2 separate regions of the Mus musculus genome follow, and region 1 is linked to region 2. The links are chromatin contacts, called in public Hi-C maps. All regions are on one chromosome and are shown on one strand. Each heading gives the region's core, a stretch centred on a gene start, on an enhancer-like site or on the middle of the called end of the contact. The rest is flanking DNA. Distances are from core to core; before and after follow the strand shown. Region 1 overlaps Gad2 (glutamic acid decarboxylase 2). Region 2 has its middle 68 kb from the start of Gm39767.

Region 1 (4,705 bases), core at 625-3,124, 640 kb after region 2:
TAACATGGGTCATTCAGGCCTTCAACATAGAACCTGTTTAATGGTTTCCCAGCCCATCTTATCCACTCCAACTGTAGCAACCATAGGCTTTCTCATTCTAAAGTATGGGACTTCCAAAGGGACAACTTTAAAACCACAGCAAGGGATGGGGAAGCTGTCTTTCTCCAGCTCATGTAGACTAGGGAAATGTGACACCAATTTGGCTCCATAATTATAAATATATAATGTATAATTGTAAGACAGAACCAGAGACTTCAACCTTGAAATGTAAAGCCCTCACATTAGAAGATGATCCACTCCCTTACTCAGCATGGAACTATGCAGGTCATCTTCATAGGATGGCATTCCCATTAATATGGAAGACACCAAACTAGAAATCTAGGCCATAGAGAGTTGCTAGAGTCTTCCTCATCTGTTTTGCTTTTTCAGGCTGCTTGGGGTGGAGGGTTACTGATGTCCCGGAAACACAAGTGGAAGCTGAGTGGAGTAGAGAGGTATGTGTAATTTCCTAGTCTGTAATGTAGAGTGTTAAAAAGCTACATAAAAGAGAACAGCACTCAACTTCTAAAGAAGGCTTGCAATGCCAACAATGCCTGTATTTATGAGCCTTGCCTAAGCCTAAGTGAAAAAAAAAAAAAAAAAACCATGGAGAATGTCTTTCAAAATTGGGGTGTGTCTCTAGAGTTCATTCCTTCCATCTTTGAATCAAACACCATGATTTTAAAACCTGCAAGCTGTCCACATTTTTCTAGAGAGATCTATTGCTTTCATGTTACCATAAGAGTAGTATTCACAGCTTTAAAGAAAGTAATACATAGTTTTATCAAAGTAGGCAAGCACCTTGTCATTTGTACTGCTGGAAGTTACCTTTGGGATTAGATATAGCCAGTTGAGTTGAAGTAAGACATGCCAGTAACTTCATTTTCCTGGCTTCATTCCACCATGACCCTTTTCTAACATAGCTTGGATTGATACAATAAGTAGCTTTTATTTGGGGCTAGTGCAGCAGACCATTGAGAAAGGCTGAAGAACACAAAGAAAGTAATATTTGATTAGCATAAAACATATGGAGGACCAAGGGGGGGGGATGCAGACTGCAAAATATGTCCTCAGGCTGTGCCTTTGCAACGCACCAGTTTTCCCATTACAGAAAGTCAACCAGAACAGCTACAGTTGTGAGTTCTGACACTCTGGACAACAGAGAAAGCCTTAAAACATTAGAGGCTGCCAACTGCCTACTGCACCCTGCCAAGCAGCCAGATACTGCCCAGGAAAACCTTCACCCTGGCTTTGCCCCTAGTATATCTTGGCACAAGTTCCATTTCAGGACTGGAGAAGAGGCTTCGGGAGCTTGGGAGCATCTGTCAGCACACAGAGAGGCCTGACCAGAGAGGATCTGTGTGATACCCGGCCTGATCACAGGCACAGAACCCATGACTGTTGATATGGGAGAGAAGAAGGCTGCAGATAGAGCTAAGCATGTCCTGTTCAATTAGCAGAAATAAGCATGGAGAAAAGTCAGGACAGAGCAGCCAAGCCCTGTGCCATGGAATGACTGTTCCTGAGTCTGCTGCCAGGAGCCCTGGCTGAAACATAGCAGGGTTAAGTCACTAGCACTATCTTTGTTCTGATTCCAAGGCTCAGGGGTGAGGGGAGATGAGAGCAGGTGAGCTTCCACCTAAGTTTTGCTAGAACCATACACACCTACCCAGAATTGAACTTGTGCTTTCAGAAGTGGCCAGTGCACAATACCTTCTATTCTCTGATTGTTTCTGACTGACAGAAAGTATAAGCATCTTTTATACTGCCTTTAATGCCTCCTCACGCTGCAAGTGCAGAGAATCATGGCACACCCCACCACCACCATCACTTGAAAGCTCACTAAATTACCTACCTGGAGCCTCAGAAAAGCAAACACCCACATGCTTTTGTACTGAAGACTATTATTTGAGAGGAAAGCTCAGATTATTCATCTTGGAACATGGAGTCCTTTGTGGTTTTGCTGCCACAATTCTCAAAATCAGATTACAACTAAATTTACCAAACATAATAGCCAAGGATGAAATACTCATAAATAAGGCCACTGCCATGTCATGCTTTGAGTGTGAAGCTGATGGTAACTATCTTGGAGTTTCTTAGTGTGATGTGCACTCTCTTTGGGGAATAAGATCACAGAACTGTTGGAAATTGCTGGAGCACAATTGTATGTGGGCTTAAGTTTAGGAAAGAAGCGTGCCTAAGTTGGAGAAATAAATTTTCTGTAAGTATTAAAAGTTAAAGCTTATGACTCACTCTAGAGGAAAAGGAAATCCATGATCCATTGCTTCTCTGTGGTTTCAGGGCATTCCTGAGTGACATTCACAGCCTAATAGCAAAGCATTGTCCAACATCCTGTTTGGGAACAAACCAAATCCTTCAGATGACTCTCTTTCTTGCTATCACTACCTTTCCTAGAGCCAGCAGAGCCAAGAAGATGTGCTAGGAGCCTAAATACTCCAGAGCATGACTGACATTATAAACCAACTCTTTAGTCCCTTCTCCAGGCCAGGGGATTTAATGGCTCTCTGAGAGTTGTAGTAAAACAGAAGTGGCAGCATCACTTGCCTTTGATCCTATTTGAGGGCCAAGGTAAGCATTCTGATAAGGAAGTTGGAGGAAGAAATGGTCCTTCCTAGATCTCATCATTTCAGGCAACATGTGCCAGCCATCAGCTCTGGAGCTTAGCATCATCTAGGGAGGGTATTCCCTCTGAAGAGCAGAGATGTTTGGTAAATGTCCTTGGAAAAAAGTTAAGTTCAGTCTGATTGGAGGGTAGGGTATATTTGTGGCCTTCCATGTATGTATAGGTAGGGCAGAAAAGTTGTAGAAATACAGAAATCCTGTCCATGGAGTTAGCAGAATATCTTCCACAAATGTAAGTCACCAGGAGTGCTGTCCGGATGCCATGGACCCCTGAGCTGGATTGTTCACTGGCTTAAATAAGATCCGGGGTACAATAAGTACCATCATTCATCATTTCTTCCCAAGGATCTCAGACCCTGATTGGAGAGTTACAGGAGCAGCAAGCTAGGGCACTGTGGACACAGCTGCTATGAGCTGTTCCACTGCCTTCCTTCCTCCTGTGGGTTCTTTATACAAAACATCATGTTAAGCATTGAGCTTGCTTAACAAATATGGAATTTTTGCAGTTGCTTTCTCTGGGCACTGAAGGGAGAGGTTGGAGTAGAGCAGTGGGAGTGAGGGAGAGATGCTAAAGAACATGAATAGTACCCCGGAGCTCTTGACTCTAGCTGCATATGTATCAAAAGATGGCCTAGTCGGCCATCACTGGAAAGAGAGGCCCATTGGACATGCAAACTTTATATGCCCCAGAACAGGGGAACGCCAGGGCCAAAAAGGGGGAGTGGGCGGGTAGGGGAGTGGGGGTGGGTGGGTATGGGGGACTTTTGGTATAGCATTGGAAATGTAAATGAGCTAAATACCTAATAAAAAATGGAAAGGAAAAAAATTATAAATAAATAAATAAATAAATAAATAAATAAATAAATAAATAAATAGAAAAAAAAAAAAGAATCAGGATCTAGGGACAAATTAAATTAAACCAAGTGAAGCCAAGAAGAGGAAGTTCCAGGACAGGCCCAAGAGCAGAGTAGATCATTCAGAGACCAAGAGGCAATCTGTATAATGGAGACAGTAAAGGAAGGGAAGGGACACAGGCTGAACACAAGCCACCCTGAGGCATTGCTAGTCATGTGCTGTGGTTTGGGAATTTCAGCTTTAAGGAAAGAGGGTGCTGACAATTTAGGAACAAGAAAGATGGAGACTGTATATAAACAAAACTGTGAAATAATTCCAATGACAAGGATGGGGGTGGGGGTCAGTTAAAACTATCCAGATTAAGCTAATTGCAATGATTATTAAAGAAATATGTGATCATAATGTCTCTGAGTTGTACCTCTTAGAGCCACAGTTACTGAAGGAGCAAAGCAATGCATAGGAATGGGGACAAGTTGTATTGGAAACTTGAATGTAAGGTGGGTATGAGCAACCATATCCATAACTCCAGTACTCAAGAGGCAGAGGGTAACAACTTTGAATCATCATACGCTTTGTAGTGAGATGCTATTTCAAGGAGAAAAAAAAAAGTAAGAGAGGAAAAAGGGAAAGAACAGGGAGAAGATAGCAGAACCTCTCCTATATGGGCCACATTGCACACACATCATGTTAGAGGAGAGATGGTCTCAGAGGAATAGCAGAAGCTTCTGGAGGGACATATGAGGAGGACAAATGTCATCAAAGAAAGGACAGACAATCAATGCAGTAATGATCCCTCACACAGGCTACTGTGACAAAGTAAGAAGCAGGGATGATAGACACTCAAGGGTGACTCTTTCAGTGATCTGGTCAATAGTGGCTAAAGACAGGACTCTGAGTTATGACCCAATCACCCTAAGGGCCCTGAAACTGTCATACAGGCAGATGTATGCTACATTGGAGGTGCTGAGAAGGAAAAGGATGAAGGTTATTCACCATCCCTCCCTGTGAACAATGGAAGATGGGGTGTCATCCTGGAGCAAGGGAAAAGGACAGCAAACTGGAAGCTCTGAGGGACAGAACCTCAGTAGTCTGAGCCTGATGTCGGACGCCATCCTCTCATGTGATTGTCTTTTAGGGCCAACTCTGTGACATGGAATCCTCACAAGAT
Region 2 (4,666 bases), core at 1,203-3,702:
TTTATCATGCAGATGTGAAACAGACATGCCCATGCCTGCTTGTTGGACGTAGTAACAGCATCCATGAACTTTTCCACCCATGTTGTTCAAGAAGACTGTCAATCCTTGCTCCCAAGGACACATGATGCAACGGCCTATGAAGGCTTTGCATCTACTGTGAAAGCAGTGTTTGGAAACATAAGGTAGTTAATAAATGACTGCCACACATACCATATTTTTGTCCAATTGACTTCTATTATTTTAGCAGCTTGCTAATTATACGCTGTGGAAATTTGGAGGCCGGTAACAGACTCTCTGTTCCATCTGGTCAACTCAGCTTTCCCAGAGCAGACTTGTCTCCAGCCTAACATCGGTAGGACTTTGGCGACCATATGATAAGGACAACTGTCACATGAGAATGAGTATGCTAGGTGAAAAGTGTTCCAACAAAGAAGACAAAAGTTCCTTGAGGTGTTGACATTTTTTCTCTCTCTTTTATGTTTGTGGTACTGGGAATCAAATCCAGGGTTTCCTACACACTAGAAAGTACTCTACCATTGACTTCAAACCTAGTTCCTATTTTACCTTGGAAGTCATGGAGTGCTCTCTGGCATCATCTATGCCATTTAATTTCAAGAGAAAAGTGCTCATTTAGAGCATGGATAATGGATGCATAAGTTCTGAGAATATTTTATCTTGAAGAAACATAGGTCAAAGATGATTCTGATCTATGTACATTTTTAAGCAGTCCCAAGAAATGACTCAGGTGTAGTAGTCACATGGAGTAAGGCTAGGGAAGAAAAAGAAGGGCCTATTCCTTCAAGCCAAATAGGAGACTCAAAGCTAGACAATTGCAGTGCTCTAATTAGGCAAATGGGCATAGAACTGAGTTCCATCATAGGGAACAGGGTATCAAATTTTAAGACTACTATGACAATGTCATGGATAATGAACATGAAATTCAAGTAGGATAATTATGATTACTAACAACAATTTTAAGGATTACGGACCTCATTGTGAAAATAACCAAACATATTATATTTGTTTGAGGGAAAACAGGCAGGCTCTCTTTAGCTCCTCATCTCAATGGGCAGGAAAGTAAAGAGGTACTTAGACCTGACAGTCAGACAGTGGAGAGGATTAAGTTCAAATGTTCTTCAGCAAAATTCGGTGGTGACTGGAAATAAACAAAACATTGTGTATTTTAAAGTAGCTAAAAGAAAAGATTTTTAATGTTCTCAGTGTAAAGAAAAGATTGGGGTTTCAGGTAATGAATATGCTAATTATCCTGACTTGATGGCTCTGCATCATTTCCATGTGTAGAAAAGCCACTGTGCATATCATGAGTATGTATTAAGTATCAATTAATGAAAGAGCCTAATTGTCAACTATTATTTTGCACAATTTGGTTTTTTTTTTTAATTTGCTTTTATTTTAATGTGACTAATTAATTGGTGACTTCCCAGCCTCTCACTGGTGGACTTGGAAAAGAGTAGCATTTGGTATGGTCATCCTATTGCAAGTGTAAGCTCTATAACCATAGCAAAGAAATCACATCTTGGTGACAAGTCAACCTCTGCATAAAAGAAAAGGAAAAAACTCTAAGTTAAATAAAATACAAGGAATTTCTATAATAAGTCACATTTAAAGAAGAGATCTCATTTCCACAGAAAATATGATGACATCTTTTGAGGATTTTATGAGGTTTATGAGTTTATTTTTGTGCTTTTTAATTATAAATAAGTATGTGGTATGGTTTTAGTTCAGTGAACTTAATATTGACTATACTTAGGTTGATACCATATCCTAGCCATCATGAACAGTGCTATAATAAACATAGGGTTCGGATAGCTGTTCTACATAGTGATTTTCTTCTCTTTGGATCTACACTCAGTAGTAGTATTGATAGATCTAGAGATATTTCTAGTTCTAGTTCTTTAACTCCAGATGGCTTTCTATAATGGCTCTGCTATAATAATTTACATCCCACATTTAATACCTGGGTGGCCAAATGGATACAGGAAATATGGTACATATACAAAATAGAATGTTATTCAGGCACAAAATAATGCCAACAGATGGACCAGGAGATCATTGTGTGAGGTGTTATTCTACAGGCACAGAAACATAGTGCATGATTACAACACTCGCATGTGGAAGTCAAAAGGGTTGCTTTCACTGAAGCAGAGAGTAGAATAGTATTTATCAAAGGTAGGGGAACAGGAAAAGGGGAACAGATGGTTACCTGGTATGGGATGCTGCTGGTTGGGAGAAAGATTTCTAATAATCTGTAGTGCAGTACACTTAGGTTGAGTGTACTGTCCCTTACAGCCTCATATGTTGGAACACTTGAACTGCTTGGGGAAGTCGGGCAATTGTCAGGGAGTGAAACCCAACTGCAGAAAGTGGGCTGTGTGGAGGGGGTGGTTTTGCTTAAGGGTCATGGCTTAGTGCTACTGCTGGCATCAAACTCTCTGATTCCTTTCCTACCAAGATGTAAGGGAGGCAAGGAGCCATAGCATTGTGTTTTTGCTGTTGTGGAGCCAGGGATAACTATGTATTCTCTACATGGTGGTCTGTATCTCAGTAAAACCTAAGCTGAAATAAACCACCACTCTTTTTAGTTGCTTCTTGAAAGTGCTTGATCCAAGTTCAGAGAAATTACTGGATTTCTATATCCAGTAATATAGAAAACTGGTCCTGGGAAGTAGGACCATTGCTGTTGCTGTGAGTAACCAGACTGTGTGATTCTTGGGCTTTTCGAGTGAGTTTATGGAGGGAATGTGGAAGAGTTTGGGACTGTGGGCCAGAGGAGACCAGTCTATTTTGATGGAAGTTTGGAAGACCAGAATGCCAGTAAGAGTAGAGAAAGGGGCTGTGTTAATGCAGTTTTAGAGAGGACCATAGTTTCAGGAATTGGGCTAGAGATCATTTCTGGCAAAGAATAAGGCTTCATTTGCTATTGAACTGTGCCCTGAGAACTTGAGTGCACCTAAAGTCAAAAGTCGAAGGTCAAAGGGACAGACTTAGTTAATTAATAGAGAATATTTTTTCAGGGCAGCAAAATATCCAGGCTGCGATAGGTTAGTACTCACTTTTAAAAGATGGAATTTACAACAATAGAGGGAAATGGAAGGAAAGAGAAGCAGAAAAGAAAGAGGGAGAAGTGAGATCATAACTATGTGAACGTTGTGCAAATTAGGAAAGAAAGAGTGTGGGCATAGTAAAGTTGCAGACAATGTAGGTTTAGGGGTCATCAACTGTGAAACAGAGATATCGAGAAAAAGAGAGCTTTGCCCTAGGACAATACAAACAGTACCTGTAGATTAAGAGTATACCATGGGAAGAGGAATAAGAGGAGTAACAACACACAGCCATTTGATAAACTTCTAGTTGAAAATCTGATCAAAGAGAACCTCTAGAATATTGTAGTTTTGCAGAGCTGTCTAGGGTGATGTTTTCGATGATTCAGCTAGGCAAATGCCCAGAGGCCACTGTAGCTGTGCCTCAAGAGGACCAGGTTCAACCAGTATTTCATGCTGTCAGCAAAACATGGGGCCATCATACACATGGAGGTTATTCTGAAGGCAGGCAGGACACAAAAATTAGAGAGTCACTGAGGTTTACATCAAGGTTCCAGAATGCCCCGCTAAGACCTGGTAACATGTATCAGGCACTGTATTCCCTGTACTGAGATTCTTAGAGGACACTTTGTGTGGCCATGAAGGCAAAACCTAAGTCACAGTGGAGACTAAGGCTATTAGAGATGTGGTAAATGCAGGGTTTTCACTGAGGTGAGCACTGGGTAATAACTAGAGATGGCCCAAGAGAAAGCTCACCATTGTTGCCTGTAACAGAACGGAAGGAGTAGAACTGCCCAAGCCTCCTGGAGCCCAGGTGCCTTCATGAATCCCAGCTGTAACAGGGAGCTTCAGGATGTAATGTTTGCTTTGCTGGGTTTTAATCTTGTTTTGGTTACATCTTTTCTTGATGTCTTCCTTTCTTCTCTCCATTTTGAAATGTGGATACTTACCCAGAGGCTCCGTACATTGGAAATACCTGACTTGAGTTTTTGTTTATTTAGTTTAGAAAAACTCACAGTTTTGAGACTATGTTGACACTTAAAAAAGACTCAGAATTTAAACAGAGTTAGGCCTATTAAGGCTCAGAAGAAATACAGAGGAACTGAATGCAATTTGCATTATGATAAGGCCCCAAGAACATAGAGATCAGGGTAAAGGGTTAATAGCTTGAATGTGAAATTTCCTCTACAGACTCAGGTTTTCACATACTTGCTTCCCTGCATTCTATTTGAGGAGGCTGTGTAGCCTTTAGTAGGTGTGGTCTAGGTGGAAGAAGTGCATTGCTGGGGTAGGAAGGGTTGGGGTTTATAGCTCAACCCCACTTTCACGCCTGTTTTCAAGCCCAGCTCTCCAAATTGTGAACAGATATTAAATCCCAGCCACTTGCTTCCACAGCTTCGGGGCTGTCTGCTGCTATGCCTGACTAGGCATGATAGACTTCAAGTCTATTATAATGTAATCATGTGAGCCAAAATAAAGCCTTTTAAGTGGCTTCTCATCTGGTAAGATGGTCACAGTGAGAAGCAACTAATACCAGGAATTATGACTGATAATTACTGTTTGTTTCAAAATACCTAATAAGATTTCAAATGTTCCCCTAAGAA

The links. A called contact is a pair of places that touch in the nucleus more often than the background predicts.
Region 1: a contact with region 2 is called in a Hi-C map of the N1E-115 cell line, with 2.1 times the contacts expected there. The contact joins two enhancer-like sites. A contact is called at or near these places in 1 of 39 promoter capture datasets (cranial neural crest), 2 of 484 Hi-C or Micro-C datasets (the N1E-115 cell line and embryonic stem cells) and 1 of 115 datasets of contacts at active chromatin or transcription factors (embryonic basal ganglia).

The regions. Positions count from the first base shown.
Region 1 is chr2:22,669,272-22,673,976 of GRCm38.p6, forward strand. Gad2 (glutamic acid decarboxylase 2) reads left to right here. Exons shown (of 16, transcript NM_008078.2): 11 at 430-494; 12 at 4,673-4,705. Among named protein-coding and RNA genes, the nearest start is that of Mir3967, 17 kb to the left of the region's middle. Within about 2 kb of position 1,875, at least 34 of the 459 cell types and tissues checked have an H3K27ac peak or open chromatin away from gene starts, as enhancers often do. A contact at or near this core is called in the N1E-115 cell line, where this site is marked.
Region 2 is chr2:22,029,674-22,034,339 of GRCm38.p6, forward strand. No RefSeq gene overlaps it. Among named protein-coding and RNA genes, the nearest start is that of Gm39767, 68 kb to the left of the region's middle. Within about 2 kb of position 2,453, at least 1 of the 459 cell types and tissues checked has an H3K27ac peak or open chromatin away from gene starts, as enhancers often do. A contact at or near this core is called in the N1E-115 cell line, where this site is marked.